2 separate regions of the Mus musculus genome follow, and region 1 is linked to region 2. A link is a contact called in public Hi-C data. All regions are on one chromosome and are shown on one strand. The core of a region is the stretch at or near the end of the contact, and the rest is flanking DNA. Distances in the headings are between cores, read along the strand shown.

Evidence for each region. A called contact is a pair of places that touch in the nucleus more often than the background predicts.
Region 1: a contact with region 2 is called in a Hi-C map of muscle stem cells, with 2.3 times the contacts expected there. The contact joins the promoter of Rfc5 here to the enhancer-like site in region 2. A contact is called at or near these places in 8 of 39 promoter capture datasets (the HPC-7 cell line, embryonic stem cells, hematopoietic stem and progenitor cells and 4 more), 1 of 15 datasets of contacts at CTCF or cohesin (the NIH/3T3 cell line), 1 of 484 Hi-C or Micro-C datasets (muscle stem cells), 1 of 115 datasets of contacts at active chromatin or transcription factors (embryonic stem cells) and 3 of 9 other capture datasets (adipose tissue, liver and pancreatic islet).

Annotation. Positions count from the first base shown.
Region 1 is chr5:117,387,609-117,391,806 of GRCm38.p6, forward strand. It overlaps Rfc5 (replication factor C (activator 1) 5), which reads right to left and starts at 1,415. Exons shown (of 11, transcript NM_028128.1): 1 at 1,309-1,415; 2 at 261-325. The coding sequence starts at 1,370. Gm15728 (predicted gene 15728) reads left to right here and starts at 1,514. Exons shown (of 2, transcript NR_166496.1): 1 at 1,514-1,677; 2 at 2,546-3,852.
Region 2 is chr5:117,238,672-117,242,916 of GRCm38.p6, forward strand. It overlaps Taok3 (TAO kinase 3), which reads left to right. Exons shown (of 21, transcript NM_001199685.1): 14 at 2,425-2,559. Among named protein-coding and RNA genes, the nearest start is that of Pebp1, 47 kb to the right of the region's middle. Within about 2 kb of position 2,255, at least 107 of the 459 cell types and tissues checked have an H3K27ac peak or open chromatin away from gene starts, as enhancers often do. A contact at or near this core is called in hippocampal neurons, muscle stem cells and pancreatic islet, where this site is marked.

The DNA.
Region 1 (4,198 bases), core at 165-2,664, 150 kb after region 2:
TGCCTACAGGATCCAGGGTCCTCTTCTGGCCTCTGGAGGAGCCAGGCACACAAGGTGCACACACTTTCATGTGTAAACAAAACACCTAAACAGTAAAACCAAACAGATCTTGAGACAGTTTGGTACACTATGGAGAAGGCGACACATGGCCGGTTCTATAAAGGCTCAGAGCATCCTCTAAGGGTCACCCAGCAGAGACATCGTCATCACGAAATGGACCCAACCCTCCACAAGGACAGCAGCAACAGACAGATACTTACTGGTACTCAGAATGTCCTGGTGAGAAATGAGATCGGCCAGGGTCTGTGGCCGGTACTTCTCAACCCTGAAATAGGATTCACCGTTAAGTTACAATCTATATACTCAAGCCATGTTCTGTTACATGCAAAGAAGCCCCTTCACATCCTAAGCAGCAGAGGAAGAGAAACCCTTCGCGTCTGAACAGAGCACTGGCTCTCACAACCAGGAGTTGTTCTGTCCCCCCAGGGGACATCGGTCAGGCCAGTTATCTGTATTAACTGTGCAATGGGTGTTAGCAGCATCTGTTGAGTAGGAGTCAGGAGGTTGCTAACATCCTCCAGTGGGCAGGACAGCTCCCCCTTGCCCCTCACCAACAGCGCTGAGACTGCGCAAACGGAACTCATACTCAAATACCTATAAGCAAGAGAACGGGCAATCCACTTATGATGTGGCTTTCAAGAGGGAATCGAGTGCTGAACCATGCTACAGAACAGAAAACCCTTGAGTTCGAGAAGCCAGACTCAAAAGGCCACACGGTCTGTGACTCCAGTCCTGAGAATTTAAATACCGTGTGGCCTGAGACAAGTCTTCCTCCTCAGGATAGACCAGAAGAAAAGAAAATGAAAGCATGGCTAGGCTTGCTTCATTTAAAACACCGCTAAGGTGCTGTAGGGCCATTCAGAATGCAGGCGCTGGGGCCCTGGGTGGAAGATCAGGTCCCTGCAAGTTGTCCTCTGACCTCCACCAGGGTGCGCTGCTACGGTCCCTCCCCCGCAAATAAAGAGGGGATAGAGTGCAAGCGCTGAATTCGGACACGAGTTCGAATCCAACCAAGCCTACCCACTCCTCCGTCCTCGGAACCTTTCTAAAGAAACCCAGGATCAATTTATTAGGGTCATCGGAGCGCAGAGGCGATGCTCGAGGACCCCGAGGATGGCTAAGCTGAGCTCAGAGCCCGTTCAGGTATGGAAGCGGAGGAGCGGCTGCGGCGCCAAGGCCGGGAGCGGGGAAGGATCTGCAAAGCTCCTAGGAGGAAGAGCGGGAAGCGGGATGTGGGGCCGCTCCTACCAGGGCAGGTTCCGGGCCCGGGCCGCCGCGGGCCGCTGCTGCGAAGGCGCGGCCGCCGTCATGACTGACAGATGCTGCGGGTCCCTGCCACTGACCCGCCGCACTCGGAGTCCGCGCGCAAACCAACCCTCGCGAGGCTTCGCCTCCGGCTTCCGGCTTCCGTCCCCCGGCCCGCCTCCTCCCCGTTGCTAAGGTGCTGGTTGCTAGGTAACCCTAGGCGCCGGCCTGCAGCGGAGTTACCGCCTGAGTCGGCTGTCTCAGCCTCCTCGCACGAGGTCCAGGGTGACCGCGCGCTGAAGCCAGAGCCACCGCGGGCCTCACCAGGGCCCGATCCTGTCAGTGCAGGGGCAAGCCGCAAGGAGCAGCAAGGTGTGTGGTCAGTGCAACCTCGGTTCCATAACCAGCAACACACACACAGAGACACACGTACATATACAGGTATGCACACAGTTACAAATATACATATACATACATCCCCATTCACATACATATAAACAGATATACGCCTGCACTCACATACACATACAGATACATACACACAAGTATACACAAATACACAGTTAATACGCATACATACATACATACATGCATACATATATACTCACATATACATGTATATCACACACATATATATACACACAGAACATACACATTCAATCATATATACACATAAATACAGTTACATATATACACATACATGCATACATATATTCATATAAATACATACAAACATTTGTGTTTTATACACACAAATGCATTTTCTCCTACAGTAAGAGGATTACAGACCAATTTTATTTATTTATTTGTTTGTTTGTTTATTTATTTATTTGATTAGTTTTGAGACAGGGTTTCTCTCTGTATCTTTGGCTATCCTGAAGCTCACTCTGTAGGCCAGGTTAGCCTCAAACCCAGAGATCCACCTGCCTCTACCTCCCAAGTGCAGGGATTAATTAAATGTGAGCTTCACCGTTTGCCTGGTGACCAATTTTATTTTCATCTTTAGCTTTTACTTTGAGCCAGGTATGCCTTTAATTCGAGTACTTGGGAGGCAGAAGCAGATGGATCTCTGTGAGTTCAAGGTCTACAGAGTGGCCTCTAGGACAGCTAGGGCTACATAGTGAGACCCTGTCTTAAAAACTCGAAAGAAAACTAACTTTAATTAATTTGTGTGTGCCTCGCTGCACATGTGGAGGCCATGTGCATCAATTTTCAAGAGTTGGTCTTCTTTCTTATGCAGACGTCCTGGGAATCGAACTTAGCTGTCAAGCTTGGCCGTTTGAATCGCAAGATCATCCTTGACTGCATATCCAGCTCATGGCCAGCCTGGTGGTGTACTTAACTACCTTTGGAGTCAAGCAGCTGCCATCTGGGGGAGTTCAGCTGTGTCCACTTACAAAAGAATTACCTTAGCTGGACTTTTTGACCGTTTACATCCCCTCACGGAAGACCCTCACCTGAGTATCCACTGGCTCCCTATAATTTATTGTGTGCAACTCTGCCTTAATTGCACATGGCTTGCCTGGAGGGCAGGGGTGGGGGGAGGAGACTAGAGTACTCAGATTAAGAAAGACTAGGAGAGAGGTCTTTATCTAAGCAGCTATGGGAAAACCCTTACCCTGTTGGCCAAATCTTTTTTTTTTTTTTTTTCTCTAGGCTGGCCTCGAACTCAGAGATCTGCCTGCCTCTGCCTCCCAAGTGCTGGGATCAAAGGCGTGTGCCACCACTGCCCAGCTGCTGTCCACTGGCCAAATCTTTTCTGGTACCATCCCATCTCTGGAGGAAGGAGAACCCACTCTCCTGTAGGTACTCCTCACCTATGCTCTGTAAGGAAGCCCAATAAATTCATTGGTTCCCCCAAATGAAGTATGGCAGTAGACTCATGCCCCGGTTTGTCACTGGAATCTTAGGTGGAGGGGTAGACATCATTTATGCCCCCTCCCATGGAATGCTATCAGCACACAAGGGATTTTTATCAACACTGCAATAAAGGAGACCCTGTCTCAATCAAAACAGAACACATCACAGAAGAAGGAGATCAGATGGCACTCCAAGGATGACAGTACCCCGCCTCTCTGCTTCCTCTGTAGGCCAACTTGAGTGAATACTGGTTCTTTAGATCACTAACATGCCATGCTCCTGACTTGGCTCAGGGGTGATTTTGATGATAACTTCTCTCTGTGGCAAGCACAGGATACAGTGCCACAGTGCACTACACTGATAACAGGGATGGCTGTGAGGGATCAACACAGCCACATAGCTAACACATTGGGGACATGCCACACTCCCTCCCTCCTGCCACTCTCTGCTCACCTTTTCTTTCTCTCATATATATATATTTTTTCCATCTCAAACAAAACTTTGGGCTGGAGAGATGGCTCAGAGCATAAGAGCACTGTCTGCTGTTCCAGAGGCCCTGAGTTCAATTCCCAGCAACCACATGGTGGCTCACAACCATCTGGAATAGGAGCTGGTGCCCCCTTCTGACATGTAGGTATACATGCAGGCGGAACACTGTACACATAATAAATAAATCTTTTTAAAAAAGAAAGAAAGGGTTGGTGTGGTGGTTTCCATGAGAGTGGCCCCCACAGGCTCATCTACTTGAATACTTTGTCCCCAGTTGGTAGAACTGTTTGAAAAGGATTAGGAGGCTTGGCTGTCTTGGTTACTTTTCTATTGCTAAGAAGAAAAACCATGCCAAGTCAACTAGCATAAGAAAGCATTTAGCCATTTAGTGGGGTTGGGGATTTAGCTCAATGGTAGAGCGCTTGCCTAGCAAGCACAAGGCCCTGGGTTCAGTCCTCAGGTCTGGAAAAAAAAAAAGAAAGAAAGCATTTAGCTTGATTACAGTTGCAGAGGGTGACTCCATGGCTGTCACAGTTGGGAGCAA
Region 2 (4,245 bases), core at 1,005-3,504:
TAATTAGTAAACACCTGACAATCAGAGGAAGGCCCAGTGAGGACCGCATGCCCGCCGCAGGGTCCCAGTCACGTGCTAAGCTCCTTTCCCTGTGCCACAAGGTCAGCTTTCCTGAGAAGTAATGCAGAAAACTTTAAAATGATCCTTTAAGCGTTTTTCAAAATACATATACTAAAGGGTGTTGTTGTTGTTGTTTAAAATTATTGGGAGAGGGAGAGACAGGCTCTCACTATGAGACCCACAACAATCTCGAACTTGCAACCTCTCTGACCTCCTTAGTGCTTCAGAGTGCAGGCATGTGTTTAGGGGGATGGTTATAGTCTTGCCCAGCTTGAGAATTGCATTGCTTTTCATTTCTTCATTATTATCTCGCATGCATACATGATGGAGGGCCACACACGTGCCACGGCACCCACAGTGTGCTTTTCCAGGTAGCCCATCTTTCTGGTCCAAGAAATGCATGTTTACCCCTAGCAATGTCTGGTCCCAGCTTGTGCAGTGGCAGCAATACTCCCTGCCTATGTCACCCACCCCCGGCCACCATGGAAGATAGCTCGTAGTCGCAGTGACTCAGGAATCAGATGTTCCATTTTATTTCATTTTAATTTGTTTAAGTTAAAATAGCCAGGGTTGGCTAGTAGCCAGCTCACCAGCCAGCACAGCTGTAAGCCTTCCCCTGAATCTGATGGCACAAAACCTACAACAAGTTTATTACAGAGCTCTCAGGCCTGCAAGATGGCTCCTGGGGAAAGGGGGCCTGCCACCAAGCCAGAGTTAGATCCCTGAAACCCACATGGTGCAGACGCTAAAGTTGTCTTCTGACCTCCACATGTGCGAGAGCATGCGAGCGCACTCGCGAGTACACACACACACACACACACACACACACACACACGCAAATGTGATTTTAAAATGTAAAGATCTTTTTCATTCTTTGAACTTCAATATAGAAATGGAAAGTCTAGACACAGGTGTGAAGACACACCTCCCTCCATATCAAAACACTTAGATTTACAAAAGGAAACAGCGTTGTGATGGATGTAATCTCGGATGGCGGCTTTCACATCAAAACCTGGTTATAATGTTTCATTTCCCTCAAAAAATCAACACATTTTGATATTTTTTAATTTATAGATAAATGATATAATTTTGTATTTTCTGAATCTCTTTGGCCCTTGTTTTATAATGAAAGGGCAATTATATGTTTGGGGGGGGGTTGTTGTTTTTTTTTTTTTTAATTTTCAGGTACTCCTGGAGAAAATGCAAACAAATGGTTTCTCCTAAAACCCTGGGGGATAAAAAATTGATTTCTCCTTCCCCATCTGAGCATGTGCTATTTAAAAATCCCCCACCACTGAACATGGTTTTGAGCTACAAATTGCCAGAGTATTGGTGGGGGTGGGAGTTGGGGAGGGGGCATTGTGTTAATTTTCTGAAGGGTTGGCACTGCCGACACAGTGACCATCTCGTTCTGTACAGAGGGGGCATGGCCCTCTAAAAACATCGTTCCTTTAGAAGGCGTCTCAGCTGCATTTAAGGAACACGCATCATCATCCATCCAGGGCATGTTATTTTTTTTCCCACGGGGCGTTTGAATGTTATTAATCATCTTTGGTCATCAAGAAAGCACAGGACTCGATTAAATCAGTCAAGGACATTAAATCCCAGCCTCGCTCAGTCTGCTGGCATACCGACACTGAGTTGAGGAACCATTTGCCCAAGTATCATTTGGTTTGGAATTGTACGCCTGTCTCTTTAAATCTAAAAAAAAAAAAAAAAATCCTTTCAGAAGCTGTAGAGAGAAGGTGCTAGAACTGTGTACGATCATGACTGGAAAGCAGGATCCCTCAGTGACTGCCGAATCTTCCCAGCACAAGACAGAGAGGCGGCTCGCCACAAGCTTCCCCTGATCCCCCCACCCCACCCCCCCAGAAGAAGGATGACCCCACCGACCAGCTCACAAATCCAATTCAATTGACAACGCAGCTCTTTCAAGGGAATGAGGCGGAGGCTCGCTTTTATGTTAAAAGCCACCAGCATCCTCCCCGCCAGACATGGACATGACATTTTTAAAGGAATTATCTGGTCACCGCGTTTTAAGCAGACGGCTCTGAGGCGTCCGTCCGCGCCAGTCTCTCTCCTCTTCCTCTTTGCTTTTGCATATATGTAATTCCGGAGGTAAAGGGGGGAAGAAGCCTGCCGGGGAGTCAGAAGGCATCCTACTAGCGATCAGCTGACACTCCTAACTGAAGGCTGCAATGTGTCGCTTATTCGTTTTATACCGTGGGAGCTGCGGGGACTAGCAGAGAGCTGAACTATGCATTTCAAACAGCGGTGCTTGTTCAGAAAGAGGGGTGAGAGAGAGGCAGCCGGCGAGGAAAGAGCGCAGCTGGACTTTCTCCTTCTCTTCATCCATTTCTGCAGGATCATGTATTCGTAAGGGATGAGGCGGGCCACGGCGATCCCAGGCCTGAGCCGCGGCCTACCCAGTCAGTTCAGAGCCGGGCCCTCCACTATCGGAACCGAGAGCGCTTTGCCACGATCAAATCCGCGTCTTTGGTAAGCTGGTCCTCCCTACCCACCTTCCCTGCCTTCCCCTCCTCCCTGTCTGGCAGCCTCCGGCCCTCCCTGAGCCTCCCTCAGCTTCATGCATGGGAGGAAAAGAAGCCAGGGATGTTGTCTCCCTCCAAATAATTTTATTCATTTCAGGGAAAAAAAAAATTCTGTTGGCATAGCAACCTGATCTTAGATATTTAGCATTGTCTATGGCATAGGGGGAAAAAAAAACCTTTGTGTGTGTGTATGTGTGTATGTGTAATTTTGTGTGTATGTGTGATTGTGTGTTGTATATGCTGTATATGCAGAATATAAGGCTTTGAGATGAGTTGCTGGCATAACCAGTTTTTTTTTTAAAGTGATCTGTGTTTTCATCGAAATATATAATGCTAAAAATATTTTCAAGGTATGGATGTGTGTGTGTGTGTGTGTGTGTGTGTGTGTACAGGGCACTATGCTGCTTTTTAAATAGGTGCATGTGTGTCTCTATGATGTACACACATACACATCAAAAGGTAAAATAGGATCTAAAAAAAATTTTTATATGGTTGCCGGCTACCATCTGTAATTGTAGAAAAATCAGACACTTGCTTCCCAGGGATAGTCCACCGGTTCGTTCTGGTTCATTCATTTATTTATTGCAACAGTGGTAGTGCCCAGTTTTCCCCATTTAACCCCTGAAGAATTTCCTGATAGCCATAAAGGCTTTGTAGAAGAGGCCAGCGGCAGCGGCTGTGGGAGCAGAGGGGCTGTCGATTCCTCGGCATTTTTTACTACTGCAAATGTGATTGCCGGGTGCCCTTGTAGTAGCAAAAGGGGTGTGCTCAGGAAGACTTAGTTTTCACGCCTCCTCCCCTTGGCCCCCCACGCGTGCGCGTGCGCGCTCTCACACACACACACACACACACACACACACACACACACACACACACTCTATCTCTCCCTCTCCCTCTCTCTCCATTTCATCCTCAGCATTCGGAACTCTCTCTCAGCTTTCCCATCCAAATTTCACTTCTCAGCCAGAAAATTATTGAGATATTAGCTGTTTTGCCCAAATGAGTGTTAGAGGTCACATGAGCAGGAAGAGTTACTGTACACTGCTTAGCTGTTACATCCAGAACCCATGATGACATCATCCGAGGCCGACCCAGAAATAATCGTTTTTTCTTGTCCTATTTTTCAAACCTGATTTCTACTTTTATCCCCCACCCCCACCCCCACCCCATCAAGCCTTTTTTTTTAAAAATAAATAAATAAATAAATGAAAAAGGCTTCAGTGAAATTTAGAAGGAATTATAGTCTCTGACAGAGCAAATAGAAGGAAAATGGAGAAGAGAGCAGCAATCTATTGCTCATGCCTATTCCATGTGGAAAAATCTCACAGTTTAATGCACTCCGTTCATAAAGAACCCCGCTCCTGAGTTCTTTTATGTTGAAGTTTCTTGTAGCCTCTTTAATGGGCGATTTTTTTTTCATCTGAAAGGAATACCCCATCGTGTGATGGGAGATCTCAAAATGTCCACTCTGTAGCCTGCTGATGCTCAGGAAGCGTCTGAAAAAAACACGGCTGCGAATCCGACAGAACATGGTGGGGCTGTCAGCAGTCGCCTCCTTGCCACGGCGGGCGTCTGACAGGAAAACTGACTACTCACCATGGGCTCCTGTGGGGCTTGTCCCTTTAACCCCCAC